Linked DNA regions of Columba livia: region 2 is linked to region 1. The links are chromatin contacts, called in public Hi-C maps. All regions are on one chromosome and are shown on one strand. The core of a region is the stretch at or near the end of the contact, and the rest is flanking DNA. Distances in the headings are between cores, read along the strand shown.

Region 1 (4,823 bases), core at 725-3,224:
TATCTACTGATGCCTTCTCAACACCATATTGTTTTTCATGCACCGTTAATGGAAATGTACCTATGTACTTTCTGTTGCTTGTTTGGAATTCTGATTCAAGCTGTAGCAAAAATCTGAGCACTACTGCACATGTCAAATGGGACCTTTCTCAACAGATGTCTCTGGCTCCCCTGTGAATGCAGACACAATGTACAACAGAAGTGCCACATGAGGTAATGTAGCCTTCCCTATCTCGACAAAAATCAAGGCTATTTAGTAGAATCTGTGGTCCTCTTCCCATCTTTTGCATAGATTCATTATGTGTAAATAAAGCTGCAGCACAAGTGAATTAATTTCTATCTCAACTGCTCAGTCACAGGCATTCAAAAGAGACATTTGTGCCTAAGATAGTGTAATGTTTTGGGGTTCTTTTCTCACTTCTATTTATTCCTTTTCATGAAAAATTAAGTGTAAGGAAGGGGCAATGTAAATGTAGTCCCCTATAGTGAAATGGTAATGGTAGTATTGTCACAATGGAAATTCATGACCGCTAGGGATTTTAGCTCTGATTGTGTTGTCAAGCCCAGGGCTGTGCCCAGTCACCTCCCATTTAGCAGCTGTGAATAAACTTTGCCCTCGGTTATTTATAACTCTGCTGCAGATTGCAAAGTTCCTGTTTTCTTAAAATGACACACTTAGTTGCAGAGTTGACTTCTGTGGAAAGCTGTGCGGTGACTGCAGGGCTGTGCTCAGGCCACATCCCCTGTCTGTGGCGTTTGTGCCAGCCGGCCCATGGAGCAGTGCCAGGCTCGTGATGCTGCCCACAGCCTGCAACGTGACCGGCCCTTTCGGATAGCATGAAGTTCCCTGCAGAGCTGGGTGGAAGCCTCCTTCCGTGAGACTGCTCACAGTAGCCAAGTAGCATGTTCATTAAATTCAGCTGGTTGGGAGAAAAAAAAATGGCATAAGGTAGCAGTTCCAATATGAAGGTTACCATTTGATATATATGGTTTTACTGCAAAATTTCTCCTCCATCCAATCTATCTACAACATTAAGCTACCTATACTGGACTGCATTATGTGATAAAAGTGGTTTTCTGCTGAACTCTTTGAATATGAGTGACATCTTGTTTGCTTTGAGCAAACAACGGGTTCCTTTGGCAAAGGGATTTATTGTTATGATTGTCAGATCAAAGCTTTCTGAAGTGGTTCTTACTCTCAGATGTTAATTATAGGTGGAGGGGATTGAAACAGAACATCTAAAACTGATATTATTATTACATATGCAAACAAGCATTGCATAGGAATACTGATGTTTAACTTCTGAGGTAGTCAGACGTGCTTCCAGATGAGGTTCCGCAATGCAGGGCTTTTTCCTGCTGTTTCTCACTTGCCTTAGAAATTCCATAACTAGTTGGAAGATAGTTCAGCTTTGCCTCACAATATTAGAGGAATTTACATTGTGGAAAGTCACAAATACAAGCAACCTCTTTGCTCAGTCAACAGTAGTCAGAGAAATAAACAGTGAATATGAGGTGTACGATTTTCATATGGTGTTGCTTGCAGTAGCTATTACCACGGAAAGGAAGCAATGTCATTTGTGGCTGAAACCCACGTTTGATTGACTTTCTAGTGTCGGGGAAAGGTTTGGTGGAGGTACCAAGAAACATCATGGTGCGATCACTATGTCAACACCTATTGTGTAACTTCATTTAGCTTCGCACAAAGGAATTGAATTTTTGTTTTGAGTACTCTGAGGAGTGTCCAAGGGGATTTTTCTTATAGTAAGAAGCAACAGAAAAAGCCAATTTAAAAATGGAGTTTTCATTTTTGGCTGTAATAACTTACAAAGTCAAATGGAATTTGGGGGCCCATGAATCTTTATGCTCTGCATCTCTGCACCGTGGGGCCGGAGGCTGAGTTTGATTTCCGTCCTGTTCATTCATTCTCCAGCAAGACAGAGTGAGGAATGCCCACCCCAAAACACGGTTAAGCTTCAGGAAAGAGTAGACTTAGGAAGCGACAGAGGAGAGTCAACAGTCACTATGTGATAGCTGCAGGGCTTATTTATTTACTTAACAGAATAGCATCCTCTTTTCTGTGTAAACTGGAAGGCCTTGGTTTCATTACCTTCGTACTTTCTGCCCATAATGAGCGCAGAACCCAGTAGAAACTCTCCTGGCACAGCATCTAATGAGCTCTCGAATGTGCAAAAAGCAGTCAACTCTGAAGAGCCCTGTGTATAGGGTCAACAAAAAAAAGGCACTGGGTTAAATTTTTGAACAAAAAAAGCCCCAAACTACACAAAGAACAAGTCCGCAAACATTTTAAATGTGAAGCATTCCCTTGTCTTTTTTTCCCTAGGTCTACTCAGACAAATTAGGAAGATATCTCATTCCTGCTCAAGTCCAGGAATTTACTGATATTGGTCAACAATTTCATCTGTGTGACAGATGCTTCTTCTGCAGACCTGTTGTGGTGCATTTACTCAGGATGATGTCAGAGCCAAGGGAGGAGCAAGAAGAGCACAATTCCAAATATGAGCAACTCCAGACATATCCTCATACTCCATGGCGTGATGGTAAGCAGAAACAAATGTGCTCACACCATGCAAGCAGTTTCATCATTCTTTTGGGAAAGTACTTAGTGGAAGTTCCCTCATGCAAGGCTTTCTCCTCACTTTGACACCTAAATTGTTTGCTGAATGACAGCTATTGGCCAACCAGTAACCTCCCTTGAATAAGGAACAGTAAGTAGGTTCACACCCAAAATCTCAAAAGACACCCCAGAATGACATGAAAAGCTGTGTGTCTGCTTTTGCCTTGCTCAAAGAGAAATGTAAGCTGTCACCTCCTTTCCTGTTTTGCTTCCTCTGTGCCCCAGTCCAATGATGCTGTGAGCAGTCAGTAAGAACTGAAGGACAGGACAGTGATCCCCCTCTCTTCTCCCCATTTGCATCTGTGCAGCTCAGACAGTAGAGACCTGCTCCTTGGATGAAGCAGCTTGATCTTAACATCTTCACCCTCCTACTCTCTTCCTGGTATCTGAACACAGGGGCCATACAACCTGGTTGAGTGTTTACTTCTTAGCTGGTTACTTGATGTTTTATCCCCTAAAAGTAGCTTATTTAAGAAACAGCAGAACAATAGCAATAACAACAGCACTGGAGTATGTGACAATGTCTGTTAGTCCAATCGCTTGTTAAGTCTTGAGAGGCGTTGCAATGTTCTTTGATGTCTCTTGTGTCATACCTAGTCACAAAGACACAGGATACTGTACTGTAACTGTCCTCTTGTTTTTTCCCTGCCATAGGGGTTATGTAGATGTTCAAAGCTTTCAAGGTTAAAACCAGAAATTCATCTTGGGATTTCTCAGAATTTTTAGAAACAATACATTAAAAAAAAATGTATCATTTTGTTTCTTTATTTCCAGTCACATTTCTATCATTCCAGCATCTATTTATGTAACACTGTTGAGTAGTATTCTGGCCAGCATATGGATCATTCAGCAGCTGAAAATGAAAGAAAATGTCTCTTTAGGTACAAGTGTGTGCTTGGTCCTAACTAATCTGAAAGTGCTCCCTGTGTGTCCTCCTACTGTTTGAGATGGGATATTGAGCTCAACTGGCCTTTGGCCTGGTCTGGGCCATACATTCTTATTCTTTACTTCCTATTTTACTTCTTTTTTTTCTTAATTAGAAACCTAAGGGAAGATCAGAACTGTTAAACCATGAACTAGTTATAAAAATGTTGCACGATAGAATAAAATCTACCAGCAAAACAGTCACTTCTAGAGGATCTGAAACTGAGTCACAGATGGAGACTCCGTGTGTGTCCGTGTGGGCTCAGACAGCTGCTGGCGCTGCGTCCTCGTGACCACAGATTGTCTGTGTGGCCGCCCTCTGCAGTTCGTGTAACCGGTGTGCAAATGAGGCGGTGAATCTTTGGGGCACGACATGAAATGAAAGCCACAGGCCACAGTGCACGTAAGAGGGAAAAGAGGCAGAGCAGTGGTCTACAACCAGCAACCGAGCCGCTTGTACCCAGTCCGAAACTGCCCTTCAGCTGGTATGAACAGAAATATCGTATGTCTGGGTAGGAAGTGAGGAGGCAAACGCTGGGAAAGCTCAGGGCAGAGAATACACAGAGGTGCAGCTTCAGGTTGTCAGTATTATTCTATTCTGACATATCAACACCCACAACCTATATCTTGAACAAGAAGCCTTCTGCAACAATTTCATTCAGAAATGTGTGGTGGTGAGAAGTGGGGTTGCTGTGGTTAAGTCTGAAGCAATCTAATTCCCGTTAATCTTGTAACAGTCTGTGTATCAGTGCAGCTGGGAATGAGACAGACAAAATATAGTTTAAAAAAAGACATATGTCTCTTTCCAGTGCCTCTTTAATTACTTTTGGCTGCAGAGACATCAGATTAGTGGTAAAAGAACTTTTAAAAAGATTTCTCCATTTCAAATAAAAACAAGATAAATTCAGTTAACTGATTAATATAATAAATATTGTAACAATAAGAACTGTTCAGCAGTTTAAAAATTGATGAGGAAAGCTGATACTGTTGAGCAGAGAAAAAAATACATATATACAGTTCTCTTGTTTTATGGCTACAATTAACGACTCTGTAATAAAGGACAAATGAGTCACCATCCCTGGAGGTGTTTAAAAGATGTGTGGATAAGGTTCTTAGGGACGTGGTTTAGAGGTGGACTTGCCAGTGCGAGGTTAATGGTTTGACTCAGTGATCGTAAAGGTCTTTTCCAACCAAAACAATTCTATGATTCTATGAATTTTTCAGGGATGATAATTTTTAAAAGTAGAAAAATGTAATACAAG
Region 2 (4,823 bases), core at 1,129-3,628, 220 kb before region 1:
AACAAATAGGTTACTACTAACGAAAGACCATAATAAGGAAAAGAGCATTTGAAAATATGATCACACCTTGAACATGCAGAACAGTCCTGTGCATGCTGAGCATGGTTTGGTCTCCTGTTGAAATGCAGCTGGAGCATCTCCAAGCACCACAGTGAAATGCTTTGCGTAGGAGAGCAACGTGAAAACAGTTCTGGTGTTACGTATGAGCTATCTTTACTAATATGTTTCTTCAATCTGTCCTAGGACTCATCTGAATAAGGTAAAAAGTTTCTGGGAAACAAGTCTTAATTTTCTACATGTCATATGTTGTCACAGTCACACAGAACAAAAATAATGAGGAAACAAGAGCAGAGTCCTTCCACTCCTATAACCATTTATTTTATACCACGCTTCTTCAAGATGAAAACTCTTTATGAAGCATTTGCAACTTCTGTGAAGTCACTATTCAATTCTCCTTGGCAAAACATACAGAAAAACCTGAAATCTCAGATCTGAATTAAAACTGAAATCTTTGCACAGAGATAGCTTTGAAATTAAGGTAACTCAGTAGCAACACAAATCTTCTCATTATTCTCTGGAATTCCAGCAAACATGTTCAGCTGTAGGGGCTCCTAGACAGTTGCCATCTTTCAAAGCATTATGGCCTTAGGATAGGGAATACAGATCTTTTACAAATACAGTCTAACAAAATTGTTTTAAAATTATTTATGCAGATATATTAACAGTAGGTAGTTTGGGAAAAGCTTACCCAATCTGATTTCTTTTAAGCCACAGATCATACGCTGAATCCATCTGCTGTTTCTCTGTGATCCAGGCTGCCAAAGCTACAAGCATGGCTGGAAAAAAAATAACTTGTAATTCAGTACCTACTACTCCTTCCTCCAATAAATACATTCTATTCTACCCACCCACACTAACATACCATTTACTTAACAGATATGGTGGTGAAACAGAGAAAAATGTATTAAGGAGTTTTATATTTAGCAAATTCATTTAACTATATTCCTAACATATTTGTCTCCAAAAATGCATCTACTAGTTCTTACTGATGTTCCCATACATACATTACACACTTTACACCACAAATAATGCAGATGTGATGTTCACCATGCAAGGTAAACCACTATCAGGTACAAAAGGAAGAGCTTCTATGTCTGTTATGTAAGTCAAACCACTATGATCAGGACAGAGCAAATTAATCGTGCCTTTATGACAGCTAGCAGCTTGCAAGATCATGTTTTAGTTGCACTGAGTTCTACATAGTCTTCTGTAACAGCAAAAAAAACTATTTCATGTGTTCATCTATAATCACTAAAAATTCTTCATGTTACTGTATTGCTTTAACTACATGTAACTCTCTTTTCCTACAATGAAGAGAAAAAATATGAGTACCAAGCCTTAAATCTGATCAAAGATTTTTTTTCTCATACCTCTTGAAAAAATTTCATTAGTTCTTCATACTTATTAAGTTTTTACCTGACAACCCACGGTGTACGGTGTAGCTCTGTTTCTATTGTAAGCATATGGTAGGTAGCAACTTTGAAGTTTGCCAATAGAAGCCACTAACATGAAAAAAATATGAATATTTCATTTTTAAAGAAAAATCAATGGATTTTACTTATTATTTTTCAGAAAATTTCGTTTGTTGCTGAACAATATGTTTCTTATAACAGCACTTGGAAGAACAAAACCACTCATGCTGTAAGATCACTTTTGTCTTTCTATCGCCAGTTGCTCCCACTTTTATTCCTTGGCCATTCCTCCTCCTAACAAACCCTCCTTTCTGCAAACGACCTTGCTTCCCAAAATGTAAACTCATATATAACACACTAAAAACTTTCCTTTCACACTAGTTTTTGTTTAGGAAATACATTTCCCACCTGAGGGAAAAAAATGCCCACACAGTAACAACTATTGATGCCACAGAGAGGAAAAGTCCCTGATTCAGAACATCTGACTGGATAACGTTCACTCTGGTTCTACCGTTCCCATCACTTCACCTTTATCCCATGTACCTATTTCACACTACTTAATCTTTTAAAGGGTGGATTTACTTCACAAAAGACACCAGGCCCTCTATCTTCCTCCCGTTCTGCCGCTCGCCACAGTTCCTCACTCAGCCCGTTCCCCACGGAGGGCCTCCTTCGCCTCCACCGCGCGGGGCAGGTGGCGGCACCGACCAGCAGCAGCCGCCTCTTACAGCCGCGAAGCGGCGCTGCACACGCCGGGAGGCAGAGCCGGCCTCTCCCCACAGAGGTGCCGCCCTAGGGTCAGCGAACCCCCCGAAGACCGCCCTCCCGCCCCCGCCATCTTCCCCCCGCGCCCTCTCCCGACCACCCTCAGAGCTCCTGCCGGACCCCGCGCGGCCCCTGCCTCATGCCTCCCTGATAGACGTTCGCCTCCGCCAATTACCGGCCTCCTACGAGAGCGGCTCCTCCTTCCACCAATGAGATGGCGGAACAGCCCTAAAGGCCCAACCTCTCTAATCTGTAACGGCCTGTAAAGCACTAAGCCACACCCCTTCTTCCTCTTCCCGGCTCTTCATTGAATGAAGCCCTCGCTGGCCAACGAGAAGTTTCCGCTGGGCTTGACGGACTACTCCGCCCTCCAGTAGAATTAGAGAATTGCACCTCGTCCACCAATAGGTTGCCGGGTGCGAGTTTAGGGGGCGGGCTCTCCTTCCCAGGCGGGCGGGGAAGGCCGTGGTTATCGATCCCGCTGCTGGAGGGAGGCGGCGGTGAAGCAGCAGAGAAAATGGCGGCCATGGCTGCGGAGGCGGCAGCGACTGCAGCGGTGCCGGGCGATGGGGGGGCCGGTGAAGCTGAGCCCGAGATGGAGCCTATCCCGGGCAGCGAGGCCGGCGCGGACCCTCTCCCTGCCGTCACCGAGGCGGTGGAGTCGGTGGTGCCTGATGGGGAGGAGGCCGACGGGGGGAAGGTTGCTCCCGGCGAGGCCGAGGAGCCGCCGCCTGTGCAGCTCGCCCGGAGCCCGGCTGGGACGCGGGAGCCGGAAGCTGAGAGGACGGAGAAGCTGCCGCCCTCCACCCCGGAGGTGGGCTCGCCCCAGGCCGAGCACCGGGGAGCGCTTAGCCCGGAGCCCGAGGAGCAGCCGCAGCCCTGCCCGCCGCCTGCTGGGCACCCTGAACTTCCCGAGGAGGAGCCGCAGCCCTGCCCGCCGGCTACTGGGGGCTCCGCGGAGCCGGAGCCCGGGGAGGAGCCGTCCCGGCCGGAGGAGGAGGAGCCGGATGCTGCTGATGCCGCCGCTGTCGAACCCAAGTCCCCGGTGCCTGTGGCTCCGGCCGGAGGGGAGACAGAGGCTCCGCTGCTGCCCGGCTCCGAGGTGCGGGTCACCCTGGATCACATCATCGAGGACGCCCTGGTGGTCTCGTTCCGGCTGGGAGAGAAGCTTTTTTCTGGGGTCCTCATGGACCTCTCGAAAAGGTGAGATCTCACGGGGGAGCCCTCCCGAGCCCCCACCCAGCCACCGCGGCGGCGAGCTCGCCCGGAGCCGCCTGCCTGCGCCGCCCAGCGCCGCTCCCGCCCTCGGGGGGAGCCCCGGTCCCCGCCCAGGCGTTGTGGGCTCGGCCCGCGGCGGGGAGCGGCCTGGGTAGGGGCCGTGGGGCGCGGCGGCAGGAGCTCCGCTTCGCTCCCTTGCGCTGCCCTTCCCGGGAGGCCGGACCGCGGGTCTGCCTGGGGACGGGCGGCCCCTGCCCGCGCGTCCTCTCCGTGGAACGGAGGCAGCAGCTCGCGGGCATCCTCCTCCTCGACCCTTCTGGAGGGAGCGCGGCGGGGCGAGCAGGGCCCCTCTCCCGCCCGGGGCCGAGCTCCGCACCCCCGCTCGCCGCCGGCCTCACCGCTGGATCGGGGAGCGGGCCCAGCCCGGGGGTGAGCGGCAGCCGGCCCGCCCGGTTGGTACTGCTGCCCTTAACAACGGTGGTCCGGAGCGGGAATGAGGAAATGGGGAGCTGGGAGAGTGGGCGGCACATGGGCACATCGTTTTGGTTAGGCTGGGCTTCGCGTCGGGCCTGTAGCATCTCTGTCTGCTGGGGAAAGGGGACGTGAGCTACAGATGTTGGCATTTATGCCAGTCTTCTAACAAACGTACAGACCCCGAGGTCTGGTTTTCCCGTTGGCTTGTGTCTTGCATTGCCTAGGTAACCTTGTATTTCAGTACATACAATTTTTCAGAATAGTGGTTTTCAAGCCAGGCTATTACAGTCCAGAAGTGCAGTTGTTAGTACTGATTGCTCCTTGTATGCAATGAATGGGGTGAAGATTAACAGTTCTTAAATACCCTTTTTCTTTTTTTTTTTTTTTGAGGGGAGAAACTGTTATGTGTCACAAAATAACTTAAAGCCTCATCAGACCGAGGTTAGGCGTTTGCTTTTTTTCATTGCCTTCCTGCAGCAGGACGTTCTTGGGAGGCAGGAGTCGCCAGTGATACTGTATATCCTATGAACTGCCTACCGTTTACAGGTGAAAATACCTCTTCATTTTAGCGTTTATTTTCCAAACATATAAGGACTATGCAAGTACATGAGAGAAAAATGAAATCTGAACAGGGTTATTATTTAAAATAGTTGGTATGCAAAAAATGCAGTGGTTTTCCCCCCAAATTTAAGCTGCATGTGTGGTCATACATCTTTTATCACTCCCTTTTACATTAGTAGTACTTGTTCAATAACTTCCTGTAATATCAACAATGCTTTCCGAAAAAAAGTATTGGAGACCAGCACTTTTATCCTGGGCTTAGCTTCTTGGTTGGTTTTTGAAACAGGAACGCCTTTTCTGAAAACCAAGTTCTGCATAATATCATGGAAGTAA

The links. Hi-C and Micro-C count contacts between places; a contact is called where the count stands out from the background.
Region 2: a Hi-C map of crop shows a contact between it and region 1, with 2.0 times the contacts expected there. The contact joins the promoter of FABP6 here to the promoter of IL12B in region 1. A contact is called at or near these places in 2 of 2 Hi-C or Micro-C datasets (crop and liver).

The regions. Positions count from the first base shown.
Region 1 is chr14:11,530,054-11,534,876 of bColLiv1.pat.W.v2, reverse strand. IL12B (interleukin 12B) reads left to right here and starts at 1,974. Exons shown (of 9, transcript XM_065030028.1): 1 at 1,974-2,560.
Region 2 is chr14:11,749,349-11,754,171 of bColLiv1.pat.W.v2, reverse strand. FABP6 (fatty acid binding protein 6) reads right to left here and starts at 2,378. Exons shown (of 8, transcript XM_065030049.1): 1 at 2,055-2,378; 2 at 1,477-1,562; 3 at 749-836. PWWP2A (PWWP domain containing 2A) reads left to right here and starts at 2,651. Exons shown (of 3, transcript XM_065030030.1): 1 at 2,651-3,440. The coding sequence starts at 2,755.